2 separate regions of the Mus musculus genome follow, and region 2 is linked to region 1. A link is a contact called in public promoter capture Hi-C data. All regions are on one chromosome and are shown on one strand. The core of a region is the stretch at or near the end of the contact, and the rest is flanking DNA. Distances in the headings are between cores, read along the strand shown. Region 1 overlaps Phldb1 (pleckstrin homology like domain, family B, member 1). Region 2 overlaps Kmt2a (lysine (K)-specific methyltransferase 2A).

What was found. Capture Hi-C pulls out chosen DNA fragments and counts their contacts.
Region 2: a promoter capture Hi-C map of adipose tissue shows a contact between it and region 1. The contact joins two enhancer-like sites. A contact is called at or near these places in 3 of 484 Hi-C or Micro-C datasets (embryonic stem cells and trophoblast stem cells), 1 of 115 datasets of contacts at active chromatin or transcription factors (T-cell acute lymphoblastic leukemia) and 4 of 9 other capture datasets (adipose tissue, embryonic stem cells, liver and 1 more).

Annotation. Positions count from the first base shown.
Region 1 is chr9:44,687,431-44,694,631 of GRCm38.p6, forward strand. It overlaps Phldb1 (pleckstrin homology like domain, family B, member 1), which reads right to left. Exons shown (of 22, transcript NM_153537.4): 19 at 6,944-7,060; 20 at 6,599-6,701; 21 at 1,187-1,272; 22 at 1-268. The coding sequence ends at 128. Among named protein-coding and RNA genes, the nearest start is that of Treh, 18 kb to the left of the region's middle. Within about 2 kb of position 4,736, at least 116 of the 459 cell types and tissues checked have an H3K27ac peak or open chromatin away from gene starts, as enhancers often do. A contact at or near this core is called in adipose tissue, where this site is marked.
Region 2 is chr9:44,809,793-44,816,993 of GRCm38.p6, forward strand. Kmt2a (lysine (K)-specific methyltransferase 2A) reads right to left here. Exons shown (of 36, transcript NM_001357549.2): 29 at 6,803-6,867; 30 at 4,783-4,953; 31 at 3,195-3,269; 32 at 1,114-1,288; 33 at 844-951; 34 at 1-6. Among named protein-coding and RNA genes, the nearest start is that of Ttc36, 10 kb to the left of the region's middle. Within about 2 kb of position 4,164, at least 5 of the 459 cell types and tissues checked have an H3K27ac peak or open chromatin away from gene starts, as enhancers often do. A contact at or near this core is called in adipose tissue, where this site is marked.

The DNA of each region.
Region 1 (7,201 bases), core at 3,486-5,985:
CAACTACATCCCGATCCTTTGCAGCCCCGTGCCCAATGTGCCACTGTCCCCAGGGACAAGCAGAGTGGCAGGTGGCAGGGCACGGAGTCCTGGGGCTGAGCTGGGGAACCCAGGAGGTGCAGGGTAGTTAGTTCATGAATTGAGTGTAGCCCTCGGCCCCCGTGACGATGACATCCATCCAGATGCGCATGGCCTCTGCAGACGGGGCCACCATGTAGTACAACCGGTCATGGGTCTTCACACAGAAGGTGAGGGCCGGATTCGGACTCTGGAAGGCAAGACAGGAAGTGCTAAGATGAGACTCCATGCCTAGAACGTTCTGTTCACTCATCTGCACTTTCTCCTCAAAGTCCCCAGGTAGCCCTGAATTTAAGGCCGAGTCTCAAACAGGCCAGACCCCGGTCCCCAAGAGTCCATAGGTTTGCATTCTAACACACGGCAGTACTAGGCTCTCTAAACCCTCACAACCCCAAGAGGGGGATACCTCTCAGTTCCAACAGGGGCATACCTCAGTTCCAAAGTTAATACAAAAGAATCTGTCACAAGGGCTGTCCCAATGAGAACCAGATTCTCCTCTAAGCCAAAAGGAGGCAGAAGAAGGCTTTCAGTAGGATGGTGGGCCAGACCCCAGAGGGCATAGGTCAGGGTTAGGTGAGGTCTAAGGGCTGGCAAGAGAGGGCAATTTGCGTATGGCGAGCTGGCTCAGCCTCCAAGGTCACCTTCTATCAATCGCCCCTCTCCAATCAAGTGTCTGCACTTCCCCGCAGCCGCCCCGTAGCTCCCATCTGTACTGTCCCTGCCCTGGGGGCTACACCAGCTGTCCTAGCCAGAGAGGAAGGCAACAAGTGCGCTTCTTTCAACAGGCACTTCTTGCTCTTCTCGCTGGCCTGGAACAAGTTAGAGGGATGGAGGGAGTCAGCGGTCAGGGGCCAAAAGGCACAGGAACTGTTAATATGAGGAGCTCTGGTTACTGGCATGTGGGGTTGGGGGTACCTTAGTCACCATGGTGAAGTGGAAAAACCTTTTCTGGGAGGGGAGGAGGAAGAAAGGAAGAGACAAACGGTAAAGAGAGGGAGTGTGAAGCAGAGCCGGAGTCGGGGCAGAGGACGGGCTCGAAGCCTCTGTGCTCACGACACCCCTGCCTGGTGGTATTCCTGCAGCCACACTCTGGTCCTCCCTGCCTCACCTTGGCTGCGCTGCGCAGGTGGTCATAGTACACTTCCTCGATGGCCTGGAAATAGATGACCCCCTTCAGCTTCGTCTCATGTTTGTCTGCAAAGAAAGGAGGGGAGGGATGGGCTGAGCCGGACCCAGCATCCCAGCATGGCGGCGTCTGAGTCAGAGCTCACGTCCTCATCTGGGGAATGGCTTACAGGACTCCAAGTCTAAAGGGGAGCCTGACGGCAGGGATGATTCGAATCACAACTCTGCTGAGATGTGATCGACCACCGTAAGACAGAATCGCTAGAACCATGACAGCTGGGCGCAGAGCTAGTGAGGCTCACACGGATAACCTGACCTCATTGATTAAAACAGGCACCTGGGAGCTGGAGAGATGGCTCAGTGGCTAAGAGCACAGACTGCTCTTCCAGAGGTTCTGAGTTCAAATCCCAGCTGAAGACAGCTATAGTGTACTCACATATATAAAATAAATAAATCTTAAAAAAAAAAAAAGTAGGCACCTGGCATCCTAGCAGTTTGCTAAGACAAAGGCAGGATGGTTTTGAGCTCCTGGCCTGCCTAAATGACATATTACATATCTCTAAAATAAATACATTTTAACATAAATACAAATAATAAATAGATTAGAAAGACTTTGATCTCAGCACTCAGGAGGCAGAGGCAGGTAGCTTGACTAGCCTGGTCTACCTAGTAAGTTCCAGGTCAGACAGAGCTACATACTGAGACCTTGTGTCAAGAAACAAGCGAACAACAGAAATCATTTATCCGACTTACATAAAGGAACAGATTTACAACGGTTGCCACAGCTTTGTGTAGGCAACACTAATATCCCTCAAGCAGAGATGAGTTAATAAATTAGTGCCACACAATGGAATATTACATGGTTGCTGTTATGTAAGATGATACAGAATGTGTGTATGTGGTATGTATGTGTATGTGTGAGGATGTGCACGCCCACACATGTGCATACACACACTCAAGAGGCTGGGAGAGGGTGTCACTCTCTACCATATTCTCTTGAGATAGGGTCTCTCGTCGACCCCAGGCTAGGTTGGTTCCCAGCAATCCCCAGCACTCCCCATCTCCCTCTGTCACAGCGCTGGGGCAGCAGGGATGTACCAGGCCTAAGGAGTCCTGTGACCTGCACTCAGATCCTCATGTCTGACCCTCGGGTGCTCTTTTAGCCACTAAGCCATTGCTCCAGCCCCAAGAAACAACCGACAGGCGTAGAGGCGTGGGGGTGACTCTATAAAATGCACCAATGTCCGTATACATTCATAGATGTCCTGGAAACAGAAAGACTGCTAAGATACCTAAGAGGCAACCAGGAGAATGTGTTAGCTGCCACTGGGGATACGAACGTTGTTCATCTGAGTGTGTGCACATCAATAAACCTAGTGTTTTAGGATAAGGAGTTCAAGACCAGTTCTGACTACACAGTGAGCTTTAGGCCAATGTGGGATACAAGAAACAGTGTCTCACTTAAAAAAAAAAAAGTTAGCCTCGCATGGTGGCACATGCCTTTAATCCCAGCACTCGGGAGGCAGAGACAGGCGGATTTCTGAGTTCGAGGCCAGCCTGGTCTACAGAGTGAGTTCCAAGACAGCCAGAGCTATACAGAGAAACCCTGTCTCGAAAAACAAAACAACAACAACAACAAAAAAAACCAAACAAAACAAAACAAAATTTATGTTACCTGTGCTTGGTGGTGACTTATTTCTCAAAGTAAACTTTTTATGTTTTGATTTTGAACTATACAGATATGAATCTCGTGTTATTCAAGAAAATAAGGAAGGCAGGAGTAAAACTCAGTTGGCTGCTTGCTTGCCTAGCACACATGAAGCCCTGGGCTCCTAACATCACACAACCCCGGCATGGTAGGGCTTGGGGCTGCTCAGCGTTGAAGAGCTCCCACTTCAGACAACTCGAGAACCAGACGGGTGCGTGCACACACACACACACACACACACACACACACACACACACACACACACAATTTCAGAACTTGGGAAGTAGAGGCAGGAAGATCAGCAGTTCACGGGTTACCATTACCATAGCAAATTCAAGGCCAACCTGGGCTATGTGAAAGTCTGTCTCAAAAAGGAAAACCTAAAACAAAACGAAAAACCAAACTAAACAAAACACAGAAGGAAGCAGCCACAGAGCTGGGGATGCATGTAGTGCTAGCTCCGTGGTGGGCGGGGTTTGCCCCACCTCTGAGGGGCGGGGCTAAGAAGAACTGCCGTACACTGATTCCTACTGGGCTCTTTAGGCCATTCTACTCCCTTCATGTGAACAGCATAGAGCATATACATTGCACACAACATTCAAGGTCAGGGAGGAGGGGAAGGGAATGGGAGGGGGAGAGGGAGGGGGAGGGGAGCCGTCAGAGCAGAGGTGAACACTGGGTGTGGAGGAAGGGAAACAGGCCACTACAAACACCGATCACATGGTACAACTGCCACCCTCAGCCACCAGCTCCAGGAGAGGATGATACTAACCACTGAATTCAGAAGTGACAGCTACCAGTAAGCTCCTCTCATGGGTCCCTCTCCACTCCCCACACTCCGGGTTACTTCAGGCCCAGTTCCCTCCTCCCTCCGGCCTCCTGAAGGTCCTGTCCTAGCCTCTAGCCCTGCCTCTCACCTGACCTGGTGTTGAGGAATGGGTTTTAAAACCTTCTCTGATGGTTCCTCTTTGGGGAACCAGCTGCCTGTGTGTGCCTGGCTCACACTGCCGCCAACACATCCTTGCCTCGCAGCCTCCCCCACACTGAATTAGGTGGAGTCTCTTGAGATTCTCACTGTCCCCTTAGCAACCCAGCTCTTCACACCCCAGGGCCATCTCCCTCCTGTCCACAAACTCCTAACCAAGATCCACTGCGGGCCACTGCAACAGACACCACAGATTCTCAGCACAGAGCTTGCAACACTCAATGTGAACCTCTGTCATCCACACCTATATCCTCCTCCAACGGCAACAGCTATGTGCCAGGCACAGAACAGGCGCTCGCTTGCTCGTGGCAGGATGACTGAGTCCTAGGAACTGACACCTGCAAAGGGATCCTAGGCTCTTGTGCTAGGAAGTTACAACGTGGCGAGGAGGTACAGGCACACAGCCTAGTTGCTTGCCAGCGTGGCTTGGAGCTCAGGAGTACTCTGCCACATCTGAGGGAAGGAAGAGGTGTGAAAAGCAAGAGCCCATTCAGAGCACCCAGCATAGTCTGGCACGGAACTCGGCATCTGTCACTACAGCATTACACTCCGGGCTGATGTCACACAGCAAGGCAGGGATGACTGCCGGAGTGCTGAGGAGGGTGGGAACGGTTCCAGGTAAGGTGAGCGCCTGGAGGGGTTTACCCACGCTAATCTAATGTGCTTTCCTGTTGTAGGAAGGAGGAGGGCGCGGGTCCAACCGGCAAGCCACACCCAGGTCCTGGTGTAGCCCTAAACCCATCTCAGCATTTCCTCCTGGCCATCCTCCAGTGGTATTGTGCTCTGCCCCCCTTCTTCTTTCCCTGGAAATAGTAACAGGGAAACAGCAACCTTCGTACACTCTGTCCCGCCCACCTATCCTTGGTCTTGTGCAATCTGACTTCTGCCTGCTTGCATGGTGGAAACCCTTCTCTCCACAAATCTCAGACCCGGAGTCAAATGGCCTTTGGGCCACATCCTGCTTGACCCTCTGGTGGTATCTATCATGGCTGGTGACACCTTGGGCTTACAAATGTCTGTTCCCTTGGCTGGCTTCCTTCTGTTTCCGCTCCTCGTCTAAACGTGGTCTCCTTTGTTTCACAGGCATGAACCAAGATTGCCTTTGCCAAGCGCCAGCCCAGCACCTGGCGCACAGTCAGAGCCAGCTTCCTGCTTCCTTTTCTGCCTCTGCTGCTTTCTATCCTGCCTCTTCTCCACTCGTGGCTGCTCCTCCCCTCTCCTCGGCCTTGTCCTTGCTGAGAGACTGTGGGCAAAGGCTTTCTGAGCCCTGTTAAACTCGTTATACGTAACGGAGGTGTCAATATAGCGCTTTTGGCAAAAATTAGATGAGCCGATGCATCCAGAGTACCAACCGTTCAAGTGTCTGATGGACAGGCCCTGAATTTCCTATAATTATTACGCCAAGACTTTCAACTAGGGTCTGCCTCCCAGCCTAACCTTTTCCCTGGACCTAGCTAGACGCATCTCAGCCCCAGTGTGTCTGAAGTGGCTCTGCTTCTCAGGCTGACAACGTCCCTCTAGCTACACTCAGGCTTGTGTCTCTCCACATCCAGGACCCATGTCGACTGGGGAAGGCTTCTCCTTTTTTTTTTTTTTTTTTTTTGAGACAGGGTTTCTCTGTGTAGTCCTGGCTGTCCTGGAACTCACTCTGTAGACCAGGCTGGCCTCAAACTTACAGAAATCCACCTGCCTCTGCCTCCCAAGTGCTGGGATTAAAGGCATGCACCACCACACCCGGCTGGGGAAGGCTTCTTAAAAGGGCAGAAAGTCAAGAGGTGCAAGCAAGGCCCTGGGCCTGGGCATTCATGACCTGGAAGCCCTCCCCTTTCCAGGCTCTTGGTAGGTAGGGCTGTTTTCCCCAGCTTTGCAGGTGGCGGGGCTGAGTGACTGGTAGGCAAATGTGTCACACATTACCTCCCCGCTGAGACTCTTAATGTCAAAGCAAAGCGCCTCAGAACTCTCTTGGCTCTGCCAACACGCCCAGTAACGTTCCAGAAAGTCGCACTGTGCCTCAGAGACAGCCAACCCGCAGTGCACAGCGAGTTCATGTGGTGCATATGGAGGACTGCCGATCACTGCACCGTTGAGCCTTGGCTGATTAGAGGGCCACCCAGAACCTCGGGATCTAATGGGAAAGGCTGAAGGTATTCCGGGACAGGAGTCTACGCCAGAGACTGGATGAAGAAGAGCATCGTAAATAAGTTTCCTGGTTCCTGGACTGTCCCGAGAGTCCCTGAAACTGCTCAAGCGATTACCTCGAGGTCTCTGAGGGAGACTAAGGGGCAGTCCGAAGCCCAGCATCAGGGTATCTCCTGTCAGCAAACTCACTCACTGTATTTACTTTAACTCTCTGCTTAGCATCCAACTTCCTGACCATATGCACCAAGGGAGAAGGCATGACCACTTAGTTGTCTCTAGAGTCTAAAACAGGAACTGGAGTTTATGAGATACTCAACACCACCACAGAATGAATGAATGAATGAATGAATGATCGAACAAATGAATGAATGAATGAATGAAGAACAAACCAATGCGAATCGGGTGCACTCTGTACATTTTCAGGCGTGGGAAGCCAAAGCCCATTAGAGCCTCTGGCCCTCTACTTGGAAGCTTGGCTTCCTTCTAGCAGACCAGACAATCCAGCTGTTGGAACCCAGGAGCCCCCTCCCTGACAGGCTCAAGGGCAGCCTGTGGGAACTCACCCACGTAATAGGAAAGGGTGCGCTTCAGCCGATCAAAGACAAACCAGCGCTTCTTCCACGATTTAATCTTGCCACCCATCTTGATCAGGTAGCCACGGCACACCTGGTGGGGAGCAACGGCAAAGAAGTAAGTGAACATGGAGCTCTGAGCTTGTCTCCTTTAGCCACCCGCCTGTGTCTGCATTTCCAGAGGCTATCCCTGGCTAGCACTGAAAAGTACTGAGACAGTACTGACAATGTTGGGACAGACTGAGGCCATCCCAAGGTCCCCGGGGGTGCTTCTGAATAGGATCTGACTATGAGTAATGCCCCCCACCCTCACCCCAAGCCACATAGGTCTGGTACCTTGCTGCTAAGCACCACATGTAGGCAGGTGTCCACCCCGTGGCCTGATGACTCTATGTGGGTCTTCAGATCAAAGTCCTCCTTCCGGTTGGGAAGGTAACGTGTAAGAGGCCGTGCCTGAGGGGCAAGCGCAGGGACAGCAGAGTTATTTTTCCTTTCTCCTGGTTCACTTGTTCTTGTTCCTCTGCTTCAGTCCTGACCCTCCCCCAATGTCACAGCACCCCCTTCTCAAGACCCTGCATCGAAAGACCAATGAAC
Region 2 (7,201 bases), core at 2,914-5,413, 120 kb after region 1:
GCCCTCCTAAGAGAGAGGATGATGTTATGAACTCAGTGTTCTGAGGAGTGGGTTGAGGGTGCTGCAAAGTGAGCACACTGTTCACTTTCAGCTAAGAGTGCCTCGGACCCTCTGTCTCTGCCTCCTGAACCCTCACTACACCTAAATCACTGTGAGTTTTCTCCAGACGAGGTTTTTGTGACCCAGGCTGAGGTTTTTGTGACCCAGGCTAACCTCAAACTTGAGGCAACACACTCCTGCCTCAGCCTCCTGAGTGCTGGGACTACAGGCATGTGCCCATGCTGACTAGCTCCCTATTAATACAGGGCTTTTTAGGACAATGGTGACTGGTGTCACATAAACAGCTGCTAGGATAGATTACTGTTAAAGAGTACATGCATCCTACAATTACTCACATTTCTTCTATCTCTTATTTTTTTGTTACTAGCCAGCTACTACTGCCTCAGTGTAAACTGTGACTCGGTCTTCCAAATATCACCCAGGAAACTGCCATCCCACCGATGCCCCCACACTCTTTTGGTTTTTTGTTTGTTTCCTTTGAGACAGGGTCTTATGTAACTCGGGCTGGCTTTTAACTTACGCTCAGAACGTCGCTGGGGCTGATCTTAACCCTGAGATCCCCTTGCTTCTAAGTCCTGAGTGCTGGGATTACAAGTGTGTGGCACCATGCCCAGCTGAAGAGTGGAGCTCTGATGACTAGTAACAAATTTACACATATTAATGACTGTTCCACATCACAGCCTACCAGAAACAGCAGCAGTCTGCTGTATATCACACTAAACCCTTGTTCAGTGCAGAGCTGCCGGAGCGTGAGGTGTCAGGTGACTGGGTAGGATTCCTTACCGTGCGGATTTCAGCTGGACCTCTTCCTCTTCCTCATCGTTAGGGTTGTACTCAGGGGGCTGTCGATGTTTAGAAGCCAGGAAGTTAAACATGTCAAATGCTGACTTCCTGGAGCCAAAAGATTAAGGTTTGTTTTTAGAGCAACGTTCTAATAAAGGAGTAAAGATGGTGCCATTACTACTGAAGATCTCAGAGGGCAAGCAGGACAAGAGCTGTCATTAGATACTAAAGCCAGGACCTCAAATGCTCGTCAGACAAAATGGAACTTGCCTTAGGTGGACCTCAGCCCTGGCTGAGCCGTGAGGGTTCAAGGGGGGTTCGTTGGCCTCTTCTGGTTTGTGGAAACGGAATTTGTAATTCCGACAGTGCTTGGCCCCAGCCAGCTGCTCAATCAGAAACACAACGGCATCATGGAGAATCCCCAGCATCCGCAAACCGTTCACACCTACAGAAGGAGAGGCACCAGGGCAGTAAGCGGTGTAGCCGACAGGAAGCTGCACAGCATCAACAAATGGTTGTTAGAGGGTAGCAGCCAGAGGCTACCCGGGCTCAGGGACAACAGACATTGAGAAGTTAGCCTTAGAATGCTAGTGAAATAATGGCGGACCCATCTGTCAGTACGGATGAATGGTTACCATAAACTGCTCTTGCCAAGCTCTGGCCTGTCCCCTGTGTGCTGAGTGTATAGAAGTACCATGTGCCACTTCATTTTATGTTCATAATGGCCACCCAATGTAAGAATCACAAGGTTCTTTTTTTTTTTTTTTTTTTGTAAGATTGAACAAGAGCCTTGTATATACTAGGTAAGCGCTCTGAGAACTCAATACGCCTCACCTTCACAATGGTATAAGCATTCAAATTTTCTCTTTATGAGAACATTTCTATCGTGAGAATTTTGGTTCTTTAAAAAACAAAAAGTTATGTGAATGTTTTTGTTTTAACCCCAGGTGTGAGATATGGGGCTGCTTCAGTGTGTTCATAGCTCTACGAGGGGCATGATCTTTGCCAGCTGCGGATAGTTTACGTATGGAATTCTGGGGACTCTGGAGAGGAGATAAATCCTAGAGCCCCTAGAAGGGTGCGAGGTGCTCAGAAGAGGCGGGCAAATGCTGCTTCCCTGATGCTTCTGGTTGCTGATGTTGTAGACTGTCAAGTGTTCATGAGCAAAGAGAGAAGACACTGGAGATATCTGGACAGTGTAGACTGGACTTGCCCCAAGAAACTCATTGTCCCTAATCAGCAGGAAGAAGCTTGAACAGGTCTGCTCCCCCTTCCCCTCTAACCTTCTTTCTCTTCTAGCTGGTGTCCGAGGATCAGAAGGAGATTAGGGTGGAATAGGGTTAGAAGGAAGGCAGACATGCACATTTGTATAAATGTTTGGGGATGGATATTTAAAAGGCATTTTTCTTTTCTTTTTTTTTTTTTTTTTTTTGGTTTTTCGAGATAGGGTTTCTCTGTGTAGCCCTGGCTGTCCTGGAACTCACTTTGTAGATCAGGCTGGCCTCGAACTCAGAAATCTGCCTGCCTCTGCCTCCCAAGTGCTGGGATTAAAGGCGTGCGCCCGGCACCACGCCCGGCAAAGGCATTTTAAAGAAACAAGACACTGTAGTTGAGGTTCTGTAAGCACTGTCAGGATACTTCCTGCAGTTGCAAACACTCATGTTCTACACATCGTTATTAAGTATATGATATTTCAACTAAAATATGACTTCTTAGGGCCTCTGAATATGGCTGTGTGGAATACTTGCCTAATATGTCTGACATCTTAGGTTCAATCCCCAGTATTGCAAAAAAAAATTCAGGTATTATTATTATTATATTATTATTAGATACAGAATGAAGGTGTCTATTGTGAATCAGCTCTCTGTTTTAAGGTTGTGCTTCTGCTAGGATCATATACAATGTCAACAAACATGAAGTTTATGTCTGTGGCACACAGAAATAAATCCTACTACCGTGGTGCTAGGGAGCCTCACTCTCGGGAGCTGAGCATGAGCACGGAGCCCCATGCCCTAGTGTAGGAAGGACTGAAAGCACAGGCTGAAAGAAGACAGCCACAGATCAAGATTCACTTATGTGAACAATCCAGACTAGGCAGATCCACAGGCACCAGGGTCAGGCATGAGCTTAGGTCAGAAGATAGTAACACACATCTATGGACAGATATACTAAAAACCACTGAACTGAATGTAAATGGGTAAACTGGATGGTGTATGAGTTACATCCTTAAGCCCTGAATTATTTATTTAGATAGTTTGTTTATTTTTTTAAATTCAATTCTGCGGCTTACACTAACAAGCTGCCAGAATATTTGGAGGTTGTAGCAAGATAACAGCAGCATCAGCCGTTACCTGCAAATGAGAGCTGCTTCAGGCGGGCATTTGATCGTGCCTCCTGGACTTTATCTGTCAGTGACTTCCAGGCATCTGAAAGGAAACAGGAGAAAACTGTAAGTGGGAGAGAATTTGTGCCATCACGTCTTACTGGCATCAGCACAGTCCCTGGTGCAGAGAATCATTCTGCAGCTGACGTCAGTGCCTGGCTACCTTCAGTCAATCTGGTATGTGAGAAGCGTCCAGGCAAATTGTTCAGCAGGCTTCTTTTTACCATGGGCCAGAGCAGCAACGATACTCATACTTCCTGAATCCCTAGGATACCCATGTCCCTTGATGAATCACCATTCCTAACCTTAAAATTAATATGAAGCAGAAGCCCATGGATCCCTGTGAGTTTGAAGTCAGTCTGATCTCCAGTGAGTTCCAGGCCAGTGAAGGTACACAGTGAGACCCCGTCTCAACAACAACAACAGTTAATATATAGAAGGACAGGGATCATTATGATCCCTTTTTCTTTCATTTTTAATAGAGACAAGGTTTCATACTCTAGTCCGGGCTAGACTGGAATTCACTGTGTCGCCCAAACTGGTCTTGAATGTGTGGCAATCTTCTTGGCTCTGCTTCCGGAGCGGTGGGATTGCAGGGCGCTTCAGCATGCCCAGTTCACACCCAGCCTTACTAAATCTTCATACGTGTTTGTCTATGTATTTTTTTAGGATGCACACATCCTTTGTTTTGTTTTGTTTTGTTTTTTAGAGAGAGGGTTTTGAGACAGGAAAGCCCTGCTTCTCCTGGAACTTTCTATACACTAAGCTGGTCTCAAACTCAGAGAGACCTGCCTTGCCCCTGCAAGTGCTAGGATTAAAGGCATGTGACACCACCACCCAGCTTAGGCCACATCCAGGTCCAAGTTCTATCTCTACTCATATCTACGTCGTTACCATGTCCGTCTACCCTTCCTTCCTTCCTTTTCCCACGGAGCTTCCTTATTATGTCAAAGGTCTCATCGGCTGTCACTATAGACTCTCTTGCCAACTTGTGCCCAATTCACCTCCCAACTTTTCTTTCACTGTTCAAAGTCATTTTCTATCCAATACTACTGAAAACCAAAGTTTTTCTAACTTTGTTCCATTTCATTCTCTTTGTGAAAAGCTCCCTGCATTCCTCTCTGGCTAAACCAAATTCCAGATCCCCCTTTAAATGGCTGTTGTTTGGTCCTCTTCCCAGGTTTCGGATAGCCCCAACTCACCCACTGAACTCACAGCCTTTCCTGAGAGCTCAGGCCTACATGGCTGCAACTAGACCATAACATTTGCACAGAGAGCTTCCCTGCTGTACGAGGCAGACGAGGTGGAGCTGGCAGTCATCGAGCAGACAGCCAGGAGCACTGCAGAAAGCATGTGGGAGAATCCACAGAAGAGAGATGGCACCGCAGGAGGTACCGAGAAGAGCTGAGAGAGCAGCTCTCAGTGTGTACCACACAACCTGCAGCTCTTAGCACTTGTCAAGAATGATCGTGGTTCTTCAACAAGGCAAGCTTTTCCTGAGCACAGGAGGAACCGCAGCAGGGCCTGATGGAAGGCTGACCTAACAAGCCACTCACCTTCAATACTTTCCGCACAGATCTGAAAGCCATCATCACTTGAAATTTCAAAAACGAGTCCTTTCTTGGGCTTCCTCTCAGTAATGCTTTCTTTCCTCTTTTGTTCTTGCTGGAGCCAGAGCATCAGAGGAGAGCTGAAACCACTCTCTTCTTCTTCCATTGCTTTAGGTTCTACAATGGAAAAAAGGTTTTGCTAAAGCCAGTGTGCACCAAGTGCTATGTGCAGAATGATCTACACCAGCAGTTCTCAACCTGTGGGTCCCAAAGGACCCTTTCACAGGGCTCTCAAGACCACTGCAAAAACACAGATATGTGCATTACTATTCACAACAGTAGCAAAACTACCGCTATGACCACAGCCATGAAGGTCACAACACTAGGAAGGTTGGGAAAGACTTGCTCTACAAGCACCACCTCCATTTGTAAGAACATGCTGTATCCAGTGCTATCCCAATTCACCAGTAAGACCACTGAGGCTCAAGAACTTGCCCTGGGTACTAAAATGGTGTGTGTGTGTCTCTGTGTGTGTGCGCGCGCGTGCACTGGTGCATTTAATAGACTTCGTTTTTGTAGCAGAGCTTCTGGTATGACAATGTGGTCATTTTTCCATACATAACTACTCCTAATAGGAGCCAAACCAAAGCAAACACAAATCCCCTTCCCTATGTGTGAAGCTTGATTATGCCTCAGATACTCTTCTAGAACTTCACCCACAGTATCTCATGGAATCCTAACAACTACTAAGGTAGGTGTTATTATTGACTCTTTTTGCGATAATGGCTCAGCCCGTAGCCAGCATGGCTTGCTGTGAAGGCTATGCTGCCTGTCTCTGCTTCCCAAGTACTGCAGCTATACCAAGCCCAGCTGGACTCCCTTTTAAAGGTAAGAGAACCGAGCCAGGTATGGTGATGCCTGCCTGTAACCCTACTATTCTGAGGCCGAGGGAGGATGGTCACTGCTAGCCTGGGCTACCCTAAAGTTCTAGGTCAACGAGGACAAGACAGTGAGACCTCATTCAAAGCAATGAGTGAGTGAATAAATACGTGAACAAAACATGGGGAAACTGAAGCAGGCCAAGTAAAAGCCATGTTTACCCACACAGCAAAGTAAACATGAGGTTTGAACCTAACTGATTCTGGAGACTACTCAGCTACCATGCCTGCCTGCAATGAGGCCTTGGGCTTGAGGAACTGGCCAGGCAGCAGGGTACAGTAACAGCCCAAATCCCAAGCCTAAGCCTTTCTCTTCTGGGAAGTCATGTTTGAAGATCATTTATTTAGTCAATCTGTTTGCTTTCCTAAGACAAGAGCTCATTCTGAGGTCAAGGTTGGCTTGGACTTTACTATGTAGTATAGCCCAGGTTGGCTTCAAACTCGTGCCAACCTTCTTGCCTCTGTCTCCTGAGCCACGTGCTCAGGTTCTGTGGGTACTATACTAATTGTAAAGTGGCCAAACTACACCAGGCCACACATGCAGAGCTGTGGGTGCATGTGGGTCTAGAATCAAATCCCAAACACCTAAGAGAGTGCTACGGTTTCCAGAAGGGAATTTACCCCGAGGTGCCATCAGATATAAGAAACACCTCCAAAGACAACTAAATGTTATCACCAGCTACCTAAAATGTCACAGTCCTTAAATTTAGTTTAGCAAGAAGATCTGACCTTGACAATGACACACACACAACTGAAGACCGCTGGGACCCTATGACTGCACATCACAGCTCAGCTCTTGAGACTGAGTCTGCTTTTCTCCCATCTAGACTATCAGGAGTTAATGCAGGCGATTCTCTGTGGTTTAGGCTGTGGTGTAGCACAGTATGCCCTCGAGCCTACTATGTCATGTAGCACAGGCTGCCCTCAAGCCACTATGCAACTCAGTCTCACCTTGAACTCGCAATTCTGTCTTAGCTTTCCAAGTGCTGGGGTTACAAGTGTGCACCGCCATGCTCAGCGCACATGATTTTTACATAGTTCTTCTGGCTTTAGAGTTCTCTACTATAACCTATTAATCAACCACATACCTGCATTTTCTTGCTCATTGGCTGGATTCTGTGTTGCCTGGACCTCTGGAAGAGCAGCCACTGGTCTGAATGAAAATACAACCAGACGTGAGAGGCAAGGCCAGCTGTTTTTCAACTCGAAGATAAAAACAACTGTTCATAATCTGCCATATACCCCATCAGTTATTTAAAACAACTACCAAGAACATAAGCATAAAGCACTTTAAAGTTTGTTATTTATTATTGGGGTGTATGTATGCCCAGGTGTTGAACAGTTCCTTCCACTGTGAGATTCAGGAATCAGCGGATTTTTAAATGTTTAGTGTGTGTAGGTGTCCTGTGACTGTGTGGGTGCCCACAGCAGCTGGGGATGCACTAGATCCGAGCACGGATCGTTAGATCTGTTAGCTGGAGATGTAA